Regions from separate parts of the Rattus norvegicus genome. Here region 2 is linked to region 1. A link is a contact called in public Hi-C data. All regions are on one chromosome and are shown on one strand. Each heading gives the region's core, a stretch centred on a gene start, on an enhancer-like site or on the middle of the called end of the contact. The rest is flanking DNA. Distances are from core to core; before and after follow the strand shown. Region 1 has its middle 48 kb from the start of Cryaa. Region 2 overlaps Hsf2bp (heat shock transcription factor 2 binding protein).

What was found. Hi-C and Micro-C count contacts between places; a contact is called where the count stands out from the background.
Region 2: a Hi-C map of liver shows a contact between it and region 1, with 2.6 times the contacts expected there. The contact joins two enhancer-like sites. A contact is called at or near these places in 10 of 12 Hi-C or Micro-C datasets (the A7r5 cell line, the Rat2 cell line, frontal cortex and 5 more).

What each region holds. Positions count from the first base shown.
Region 1 is chr20:9,830,693-9,835,499 of GRCr8, reverse strand. No RefSeq gene overlaps it. Among named protein-coding and RNA genes, the nearest start is that of Cryaa, 48 kb to the right of the region's middle. Within about 2 kb of position 1,724, at least 12 of the 93 cell types and tissues checked have an H3K27ac peak or open chromatin away from gene starts, as enhancers often do. A contact at or near this core is called in liver, where this site is marked.
Region 2 is chr20:10,101,646-10,106,558 of GRCr8, reverse strand. The region is part of intron 3 of Hsf2bp (heat shock transcription factor 2 binding protein); the gene reads left to right. Among named protein-coding and RNA genes, the nearest start is that of Hsf2bp, 17 kb to the left of the region's middle. Within about 2 kb of position 1,773, at least 10 of the 93 cell types and tissues checked have an H3K27ac peak or open chromatin away from gene starts, as enhancers often do. A contact at or near this core is called in liver, where this site is marked.

The sequences.
Region 1 (4,807 bases), core at 475-2,974:
TCAGGCTGTGGCAGATTCCAGACCAGGGCGTCCAACTGTGTGGGGCTCATTCCAGCAGGGGCCCTTAAGGGGAGCTGGGGTGGCCGGCTCTGTGGGAAGGCCAAAGATGAGGCCTTAGAAGGCGATTCTGGGAACCTGAACTCTCAGTGTCCGACCAAGACTGGGCCGTCCAGGGGAAGCCAAGTGGCCAGGCAGACAAGAGCAGTTTCCAGGGAGACACAACAACCAAGAAAGTCCTTACAGGGAAAAAGTGAGAAACTGCCCTTTTCCGGCCTGTAGGTTCGAGCGGTGGTGTGCCGGGAACACACAAGAGCTTCCTGAAGGACAGAGGTAGCTTTTTTTCAACCACACCCCTCAGGTTTGCCCCTTAAACCATGGCTTGTAGTGCTGAGCCTAGAGGCCAACTTCTGTGCCTTACCTTGACTCTGGTACTCAGCCTCTATAGTGGAGAATGAGCCTCCGTGAGCCCAAGACAAGGAGTCCCCTTCTCCCTGACATCCAGCTGCAAGCCTGTAGTGGTATTCTCAGCCAGGCCATGATACGGAAGCCCACAGAACAGTTTGTAGGCTTTGGGGGGCCCACAAACTGAATCCTGTTAGCCCCTGGGGGGCCCACAAACTGAATCCCGTTAGTCCCTGCATCTCCCCAGGTCCGCTCTTGTAAGCTTCTCTTAGTTTCAGCACCTTGAACACAGAGTGCTCTGTTTGGACTGTGTGACTCCAAGAGACTGGAGTAGTGGAGGGAGGGTCCAGACCATGGTCTCTCCATCTTGGACAGTGTTTACGTCCTCAGAGTTGGTCAACGGTAGCCACCGTGCTCACCTTCCTGCCCTGGTGGCCTTGGGACAGGGAAACCAAGTGAGAAGTCAGTATGTCGTACTGCAGTGACAGGATCCAAAAGTGTGCCTCCCCCTCCCCTAAGTATATTCGTTGATACCTAACCTAGTCCTAGGAATGGGCGCCACCCCCCAAGAAAGGAGGTAGGGTCTATGAACGTTAATCCTGACTGTTGACTTAATGGGATTTGGCGTTGCCACGGAGATGAGCATCTGGTTGTATCTGTGTTTTCGGACTTGATTAGCTGAATTAGAGAGAACCATTCTAAAGTGAGGTGGCATCCCCTAGGCTGGGGTTCCCAACCGAGCGCAAAGGAGAAAGAGAACTGAAGACCAGCATCTACCTCTGTTCCCTGACTGGCCAGCTACCTCACGTTCCCGCTGCTATCACTTCTCCTACCGGGACAGACTGTGTGCCCTCCAACTGGGAGCCAAAATAAACCCTTACCTACTGTAGTTGCTTCCTCGGTCTGCTATTTTGTTCACAGCCGTGAGAAAAATAATAAGCATAGGGCCCTAATAGAAAGGGACCCCAGAGATCTCCCCTTTCCCTTCACCCGGTCAGCACCCAGCAAGGAAATACTGTGTGTACCAAGAAGAAAGTCGCCCTCACCCGACACAGAACTTTTCAAGCATCCTGATATTGGGCATCGGTCTCAGAACAGTGAGTGAGGGACCAAGTTTTCCTCTGTGGCCTATTCACGGCGACTTTTGGTACGGCAGCCCAGATAGACTCCAGCAGACAGTAGCAGTAACAGCCCTTTCATTTTAAGGGACAGAACAGCTGCCTCTCCAACACAAGTTCCCTGTCACTCCACGGACCCAGACAGATCCTACAGGAGCATCAGGATCAGAGAGCTGCCCTCCCAGACTCTATTCCTGGAGCTCAGCTGCAGCTGACTCATTCCTCGCACCAGTGACCTGTCAACGTGTGGACGTACGTGACTCAGCCAGTGTCGCTTGGCCCAACCCATGTTACCTGCCCAGAGACCAGCTGGGTATCCCTTCCCCCAGGACAACCCCACCCTGCTCACTTAGCCTTAACCCAGATGCCCGCCCCAGCCTCCTCCCGCCATGCAGCCTCTGTTTCCCCAGCTCCCACCCTATTGCAAGATGAAGTAATCCCAGGAACCAGCAGGCTCAGTGTGGGACCAGAGCCAAAGTCCTAGTCACACAGGCATGGCAGGCCTAGACCGGCTTGCTGCACCCTCTGGCGAATAGCAAAATGGCAACACTGCCCCCTAGGGGATAGTCTCCCTGGCCAGCCCGATCTAGAAGAAGGGACTTTTTGCATGACCTCTGGTACACACACACACACACACACACACACACACACACACACACACACAACCTTGGGGACTCTTGGCAGCTCTTTCTCTGGGCCTCACCTCTTTGTCCTCAGGTACCTGAACCCTGGCACTGGCCCTCGGTGATGTTCTTATGGTGACTCTAAGCTTAGCCTCCGCACCCAGATATTGATGTCTACTCTGGTACCAGGGATTTTCTTGCAGCTCACAGAGACCTACCTAGCCCTCTGCTTGTTCATGTTTCTTCCAGACAAACGGTACCCATGAGCAGAGTGGCAGGCATGGGTTCGAAGCCCACCTTGACCAGGTATCCTATGCACGGGAGATACCAGTAGGCCAGGAGCGAGAGGCAGAGTGAGAGCCATACACGGACATATGGTGAATTCAGGGCAAAACGAGCCTAACTCTTCACACAACTACAGAACTGTGGAGTCAGAAGCCTGAGGCTGAAGCAGAGGCCTCCTTTGTTCCCTTCCCGCCTGAGGGCTTGAGGATCCTTCTGACACCCCGAGCCCAGAAGCAGCCTTTACAGCCTGCCTTGATTTTCAAGGAGCCTCCCTGCAGCTCGGCTGGCTGCCTAAAAATGTTCCAGGGCTGGCTCTTGAGCCACAGTGCCCTCAGTCCCCTCGGAGGTGTCTGTGGAAGTGGTGGGAGCCAGGTCCTTCCTCAGGGGAAACCCGGTGTGGCCAGGAACTCCCACCATTAGCCCAGGCTGGGAGAACACACTTAGCCCATGGTCTCTTGGAGAGCCGATTGGAGTGCTTTCTGCTGACTCAGCACACCCCTGGGCAGGGAGTCTCTTGGGAGCACCTCTACTGGGGCTCCAGACGGGACTGCAGACTCCAGAGTAGCTGGCAAAGCAACTCCAAGATTCGTCCATTTGTTCATCTCCTGCTAGGAAGTCTCGCCAGGCATAGCTGTGCTGTTGTGCAGTCTCTGAGGATGAGGCTCTGGGGTCTGCTGGCACTTCCAGTCAGCCTTTCTAACTGTCACATACGGGGTGTGGGACTCCACTCTTTTTTTTTATTTTATTTATTTATTTATCATATATAAGTACACCATGTCTGTCATGATGCAAAAGAGGGCATCAGATCTCCTTTACGGATGGTGGTGAGCCGCCATGTGGTTGCTGGGATTTGAACTCAGGACCTCTGGAAGAGCAGTCAGCGCTCTAACCACTGAGCCATCTCTCCAGCCCCAAGTCCATTCTTCCTATGTCCTCTCACCTCTTTTGCAGGGACGAACCTCCACAAAAGAGCTATTCAAGTTTATCTTTCCTTCTTACGTACACACGCCCCCAGCCTTGGCAAGACCCCAGAGGACAATACCAACGTGCTTGGAAGGACTGCTGACCTTTCAACACCTCCTGGTCACATCCTTCTCATAGACCTGCAGCGTTCTCAGATCTTGGATGGAATCCGCTGTCCAGACCCCAGGCTTTACACCCTTACCCACATTCCTCTCCTCTCAACAGCAGAAAGAGCTAACAGAAACAATGGCCTAGGTGGGGGTTGGGAGAAGGGCACAGCAGAGACTGCCACCAAGCTGGCCTGCTTCCACCATGGGAAGAAAAGCAAGCATGTATGTACATGGCTGATTGGTGACTGGGGACAGCGGGCATTTACTAAGTTGCTGTTCTGGGACAAGGGAACACAGAACTGGCAAGGGCAAGGCTAAAGGAAGGTGCTGTCACTCAAATGTGTTTGGCCTTGGCACCCTATGAATCAGAGCCCAGTGAGTCCAGGAGAAGAGGCCAGGCTGGCTGGACTCAGTGTCAGACCCAGTGTCTTAGTTGGGGTTTCTATTCCTGCACAAACAGCATAACCAAGGAGCAAGTTGGGGAGGAAAGGGTTTATTCAGCTTACACTTCCACACGGCTGTTCATCACCAAAGGAAGTCAGGACTGGAACTCAAGCAGATCAGGAAGCAGGAGCTGAGGCAGAGGCCATGGAGGGATGTTGCTTGCTGGCTTGCTTCCCCTGGCTTGCTCAGCTTGCTCTCTTATAGAACCCAAGACCACCAGCCCAGGGACAGCACCGCCCATAATGGGCTTGACCACTAATTGAGAAAATGCCTTACAGCTTGGTCTCATGAAGGCGTTTTCTTCAGTTGAGGCTCCTTTCTCTGTGGTAACTCCAGCTTGTGTCCAGTTGACACCTAAAACCAGCCAGTATACCCAGAATCCTTCTGCTCCTTCTTTGACTCCTCGGTTGCTTTTCAGACAAGGCCCTGCACCCACAAAGAAGGAAGCCATACTTGCAGCAGACTAGGGAGATAGATTGCCACTGGAAGGTAAGGTCACAGCAGGAGCGTTCCCTGAGGCCAATGCTGATTGTCCTAACAAATGCTGGGTCACATCAGGAACCTGGTCAGTCACACTACTGTGACACCTTTCCAGTCCCTGCTCTCTAGACAGCTTGATTCTGAGGCCATTATCAGGATACCTTATTACTGGTCCCATATGCTCACTCCTTCCACATGGAGGAAGAGAAAGTACTGGTCTCCTCCATCCCTCATAAAGTCAGAAAATGAGTCTTCCTAATGGCACCAAAACCACTAGATAGAGATCTAAAAACATAGAGAAGGGAAAGAGGACAGGTAGCGGAAGACTTTGTTGGTGGGTGGGAAACAGACTTAGTTCTCACCAAAAAGTCTGAACAAAAAA
Region 2 (4,913 bases), core at 524-3,023, 270 kb before region 1:
ACAATAGGACAGGTAGGTGCCTGAGGGCACCTCAGTGATGGCAGAGAGCAGACTCACTCTGCAATCAAGAGGACAACCTGGTGTTAATCCCAGCACCCAGGAGGCGGAGGCAGGAGGCTCTCTGTGAGTTTGAGACCAGCCTGGTTGACATAGCCCTATGCATGTTAGACAAGAACTGATGTACTCAGCTGTAATACAGTCACGCCCTACTGGAGTTCTTCCAGCCTCACTTTGTTACCCAGAAAATCGTAGTCCAGCACAGACTAAGATACTGTGAGCAGAACTCATGGACGGTCCTGGTGGAGGAAGTCAGAAGACCAGGATGACTGCACACACACAGAGATAAAGGGTGTGCTCAGGAGCGTTGAGATGGGATCTGGGCTAGAACGGTCAATGAATTTGTCTTCACTGGGCCTCGCTATAGCCTAAGCTAGTGATAGCCTTGGCTGTCCCCCATCTGATGCTATGTATGCAAGGCAGTTCACAGAGGCTTCTACTCAGATTTCAAGGAATGTTGGGGAGGCTGGATGATGTGTGACAGAGGTAAGAGTACTTGGAGGTAGCCCTTGAGAGAGCAGTGGGTGTGAGGTGGGGCAGAGACCCCAGGACACTGAAGATCCTGCAAGTGTAGACTGTCCGCCAGGGAAAGTTCTAGACAGTGAACAGGGCCAGCCTGGAAGAGCCATGGAGCTGCAGTGGTGTACTCTAGGGGACGGGCTCCCCAGCCTTTGGCACCCGGGTAACGCCACTGCACATCTCAGCCGTGGAACTGTAGGCGCTGACATTTGCCCTGCTGATCCCTGTCTTGCTTTGGTCTCTGTGCTCTCTGCCTTGTGCCCCTTTTGGATTGGAGGTCTTTATTCTGCTGTGTACTTGGGATATGCAAAACTTTCGTTTTGGCCTTATAGGGACTCACAGGCAAGAGCTTGTCTTGAGTCTCAGGAAGCTTTATACTAGTGCTACTGGCCAGTGCAGGAACTATTGAGACACTGGGGAAATGAACTAAAGGACTTTGGGTATACATAGGATGGTTCTGTTATGTGTTACTAATCATGGCCTTGTTGCTACCTTCCGGAATTAGATACGGTTTTAGGAGATGTGTTTGGGTGTCAGGTTGACAGAGGGTGCACTTGTGATAGTTAATCTTGATTGTCAACTTGGACTGAGAAATGCCAAGGAGATTTGTGAGGTACATTTCTGCTGTGCTTATGGACGTAATTCTGGTGAGGATTAAGAGGGGGAACAGCTACTCCGAATCCTGCTTGTGTCACACACTAGTCTGAGAACCCAGATAGACTAAAGGGCAAGAAGGAGAAAGCACGGGACTGTTCTCTCTGCGCTTGCTGGTGTCTGTGAGGTGAGCAGCTTTGCTCTGCTCTACTGTCCCGTCCTGACTATAGCTGTGGGACAGACAGACTATGGACTGAAGCCCTGAAACTGATGGAAAACTTGTTGTCCTTCTACATTGTTCTGTGAGGCATTTGTCCGTGATGAAAGGCTAATAACACAGCAGCTCAGTGCTGAAAGGTCTGTGGGCAGACACCCTGTAAGCAGGCCCACTGTAAGCAGTCCCACTGAAGTGGGGTGGTGAATGAGGCCTGGGGTCTGCTCTCTAGTCCTGTGTAGAATGGGCGTGGTGATATACACCTCACTTGGAAGTTGGAGGCAGGAAGGTCAGAAATTCAAGATTATCCTCTGTTACATAGTGACCTTGAGATCTGCCTGTTTCAAAAACAAACAGTGACAGCTGTGCCTGTCCCAGAGCACAGAGACCTTTTGCTGTTGCCAAGTTTCTTCCCCTGGCCTCTGTCCTCCAAGAGCAGGTATCCATCCCAACTCTCTTTTCCAGTGATCCAACTTAGTTGCTGCGTTGAAGGAGAGGAGACCACGTCACTACAGCTTCAGCAAAGCCCCTGCATCAGAGTCCTCAGCCCAAGGGGACAGAAACTGTCCCGTGCACTGCACACTCATGTTTTAATTCTATACTTTTCTTACGTACTGGATTGATACTGATTTCACCCACCCTGAAGTGCTTACTGGCAGTAATCTAACTCAGTCTCCGAGGTGCTGGATTCTTTCCTGCTTCCTCAGCTCTATAATAAGCTGACATTCCTGCCTCATGGTCTGCACAGGCCTGGGCAGGGACCACAGACAGTGCCTCAGAAAAGACAGCTGCAGAGACAAGTGACCTTATTATAGCCAGCTTACTTACCCCGTTCATCCAGTGAACTGTTCAGCTTAGCTGGAGATAGAAAACTAGTCAGGGCTAAAGCATCCCTCATTTCCATAAGGTCAGCGCACTGCACACCATGACAGCAATAATACTCAGTGTTCAGAGCCTGGCCATTCCATCAGTCAGTCAGGCTGTGCACTGAAAGGCAGCTGCAGCCACGCCTCTATTTTGTTTTATTTTATTTTACTTTATTTTATTTTGAGATGTGGTCTTGCTATGGAGTCTGAGCTGCCTTCAACGCTATGTAGCTTAGGCTGGCCTTGAACTTTTGATCTTCCTGTCTCAGCCAGCCTCCAAGTGCTGGAATGAAAGGCATTTACCAGCATGTTGGCTCCATGTACTTTTATCTCATAGCATGGACCTTTCCCCATTAGCAAACCAGCCAGGACAGAGACTGTCAGTTTTCTGTTATATTTTACTTTCTATATTTTTAATTTATCAGGAAAGAGTTGCTACTTTTAGCATGCTAAAAAGGAAGCTGTTGGAAACATTAATTCAGTGATTCAAGAAACTCTAAAAAGTTTATTTTTAAATGTGTGTGTGTGTGTGTGTGTGTGTGTATGTGTGTGTGCCTGTGCCTGTGTGAGTTTATATGCACCATGTGTGTGCAGGTGCCCCTGGAGTCCAGAAGAGAGTGTCAGAGTCTTTGGAACTTGAGTTATAGGTGGTGGTGATGATGGAGGTGGAGGTGGAGGAGGAGGTGGTGGTGGCAGTGGCGGTGGTGGTGGTGGTGGCGGCGGTGGTGGAGGTGGAGGTGGTGGTGGTGGCGGCGGTGGTGGCGGTGGAGGCGGCGGCGGTGGTGGTGGTTATACGAGACTGGAACCCAGGCCATCTGTACGAGCAGTGTGTACTCTTAACTGATGAGCCATCTTTTCTAGCCCTTCAAGAAACCTCTTAAAGGAAATTAGCTGGTAGAATAATCCAGCTAGAATCTGAAACGAACTGTAGAAAATCTTTAGAAGGCATCTTTATTTGATAAACAATATTTATGACATAGTCATCCATGCATATACTATGTTTGGATCCAATCCATCTCCTATGCCTCCGCCTCCACTTCCTTCCCTATCACATCAGCTCCACTTCCACTGCTAGCTTCATGTGTACTCTTGAGCTTGCACATGCTCTCATGCTGTACCCGCACCTCTCTGAATACCCACTGAGTCCATTTAGTGTGGTCTGATGTGCACAGGTGTGAGACCATCTACGGGAGCTTGGTAGTCTCTCAGGGGCCATATCCCTGGAGAAAAGTGGTTCCTTTTCCTCCAGCAGCCACCAGTTGCTAATAGCTCTTCAGATGGGGCTGGGATCTCATGCGTTCCTCCCCATCCATGCTGGAAATCTAGCTGACTTGACTTGGTGCAAGCCATATGCATGTAGCCCTAGCCACATGTGTTCATGAGTTCATGTGTGCAGCAGACACTGATTTGATACAGACTCTACTTCTTCAGGCTCCTAAATTGTTCTGCTCTCTCTTCCAGTGGTCCCTGAATGGTGCGTGTGTGTGTGTGTGTGTGTGTGTGTGTGTGTGTGTGTGTGTGTGTAGTATAGACAGGTTGTTGGTCTCTGAATCAGTTGCTATCTTTACAAAGAAGCTTCTCTGATGAGGGTTGAGACATGGACTAGTTGTTAGGTATAAAGATGGGAACTTAGGGACAGGATGGTTACCTCCCTTGTGTTTGTGCCACCATACACTAGTCACCATACACTAGTCACCATACACTAGTCACCGTAAACTTGCCAGGCCAGTCATTACTGTAGCTTTAGGGGTGACAGCTGAGTAAGACTAATGATGTTTTTCTCCCACTGTAGTATTCCTAGAAGCCAACACTTCTTCCCTGTTCGATTGCATTATGGGTCCTCTTTCAGATACAGTTGTCCCTCAGTATCTGAGGGGAATCGGTTCCAGACCTCTTGTGGATAGTCCTGGGGTGGTGGGGCCCTTCTGTGAATAAGTGCAGTATTTCCATGCAGCCTACACACATAAGCCGTCCTTGGTTATTCCTATCTAATTCAATGGAGAGCTGTATGACTTGTACGTGGGCTGGGGAGGTGGCTTACTTGGTAAAGTGATGCCGTATGAGCGTGGGGTACTGAATTCAGTTGTGGCACCTACAGAACAAGACTGCTGTGGCAGCTTCAGGCCTCTGTTGGCTGAATCAGTGGATCTGGAACCTGTAAGGCGTGTGTGGCAGGCCCGATATATTTTGGATACAGTTCTTCCCAGCCTGTGGCCTCCCTCCCTCCCCTCGACAGAATATTGCTGTGCATTCCTCAGTTCCGTCCTTTGACTCCTGAGTGCCAGGATCACGTGCGTGCTGCCTGGTTGAAGTTGGAAGGCTGATGTTTACCTTATTTTAAATAATGGGTCAGGTTCTTGTTGTGATACATTTTCAAGTTCTGTACTTACAGTTCCAGATAAATGGACTTATTGAATATGTAGCAACCAACATGGAGAGAACAAATAGCAAGGAACAAATAACATCACCAGACATGACTGGTGTATCCTGATCGGGAGCAAACAAAGGTAACGTCATCCAGTGGAGGCTTGCGGCACTCAGAAGGAATGGGCCGGGGAAGAAACACTGCAGGCGTATCAGACCGCGGACCAGCAGCAGGCGTATCAGACAGCGGGACCAGCAGAATGATCTGTTGGGAAGGGTTCGCCTTCTAGCTGTTCTCA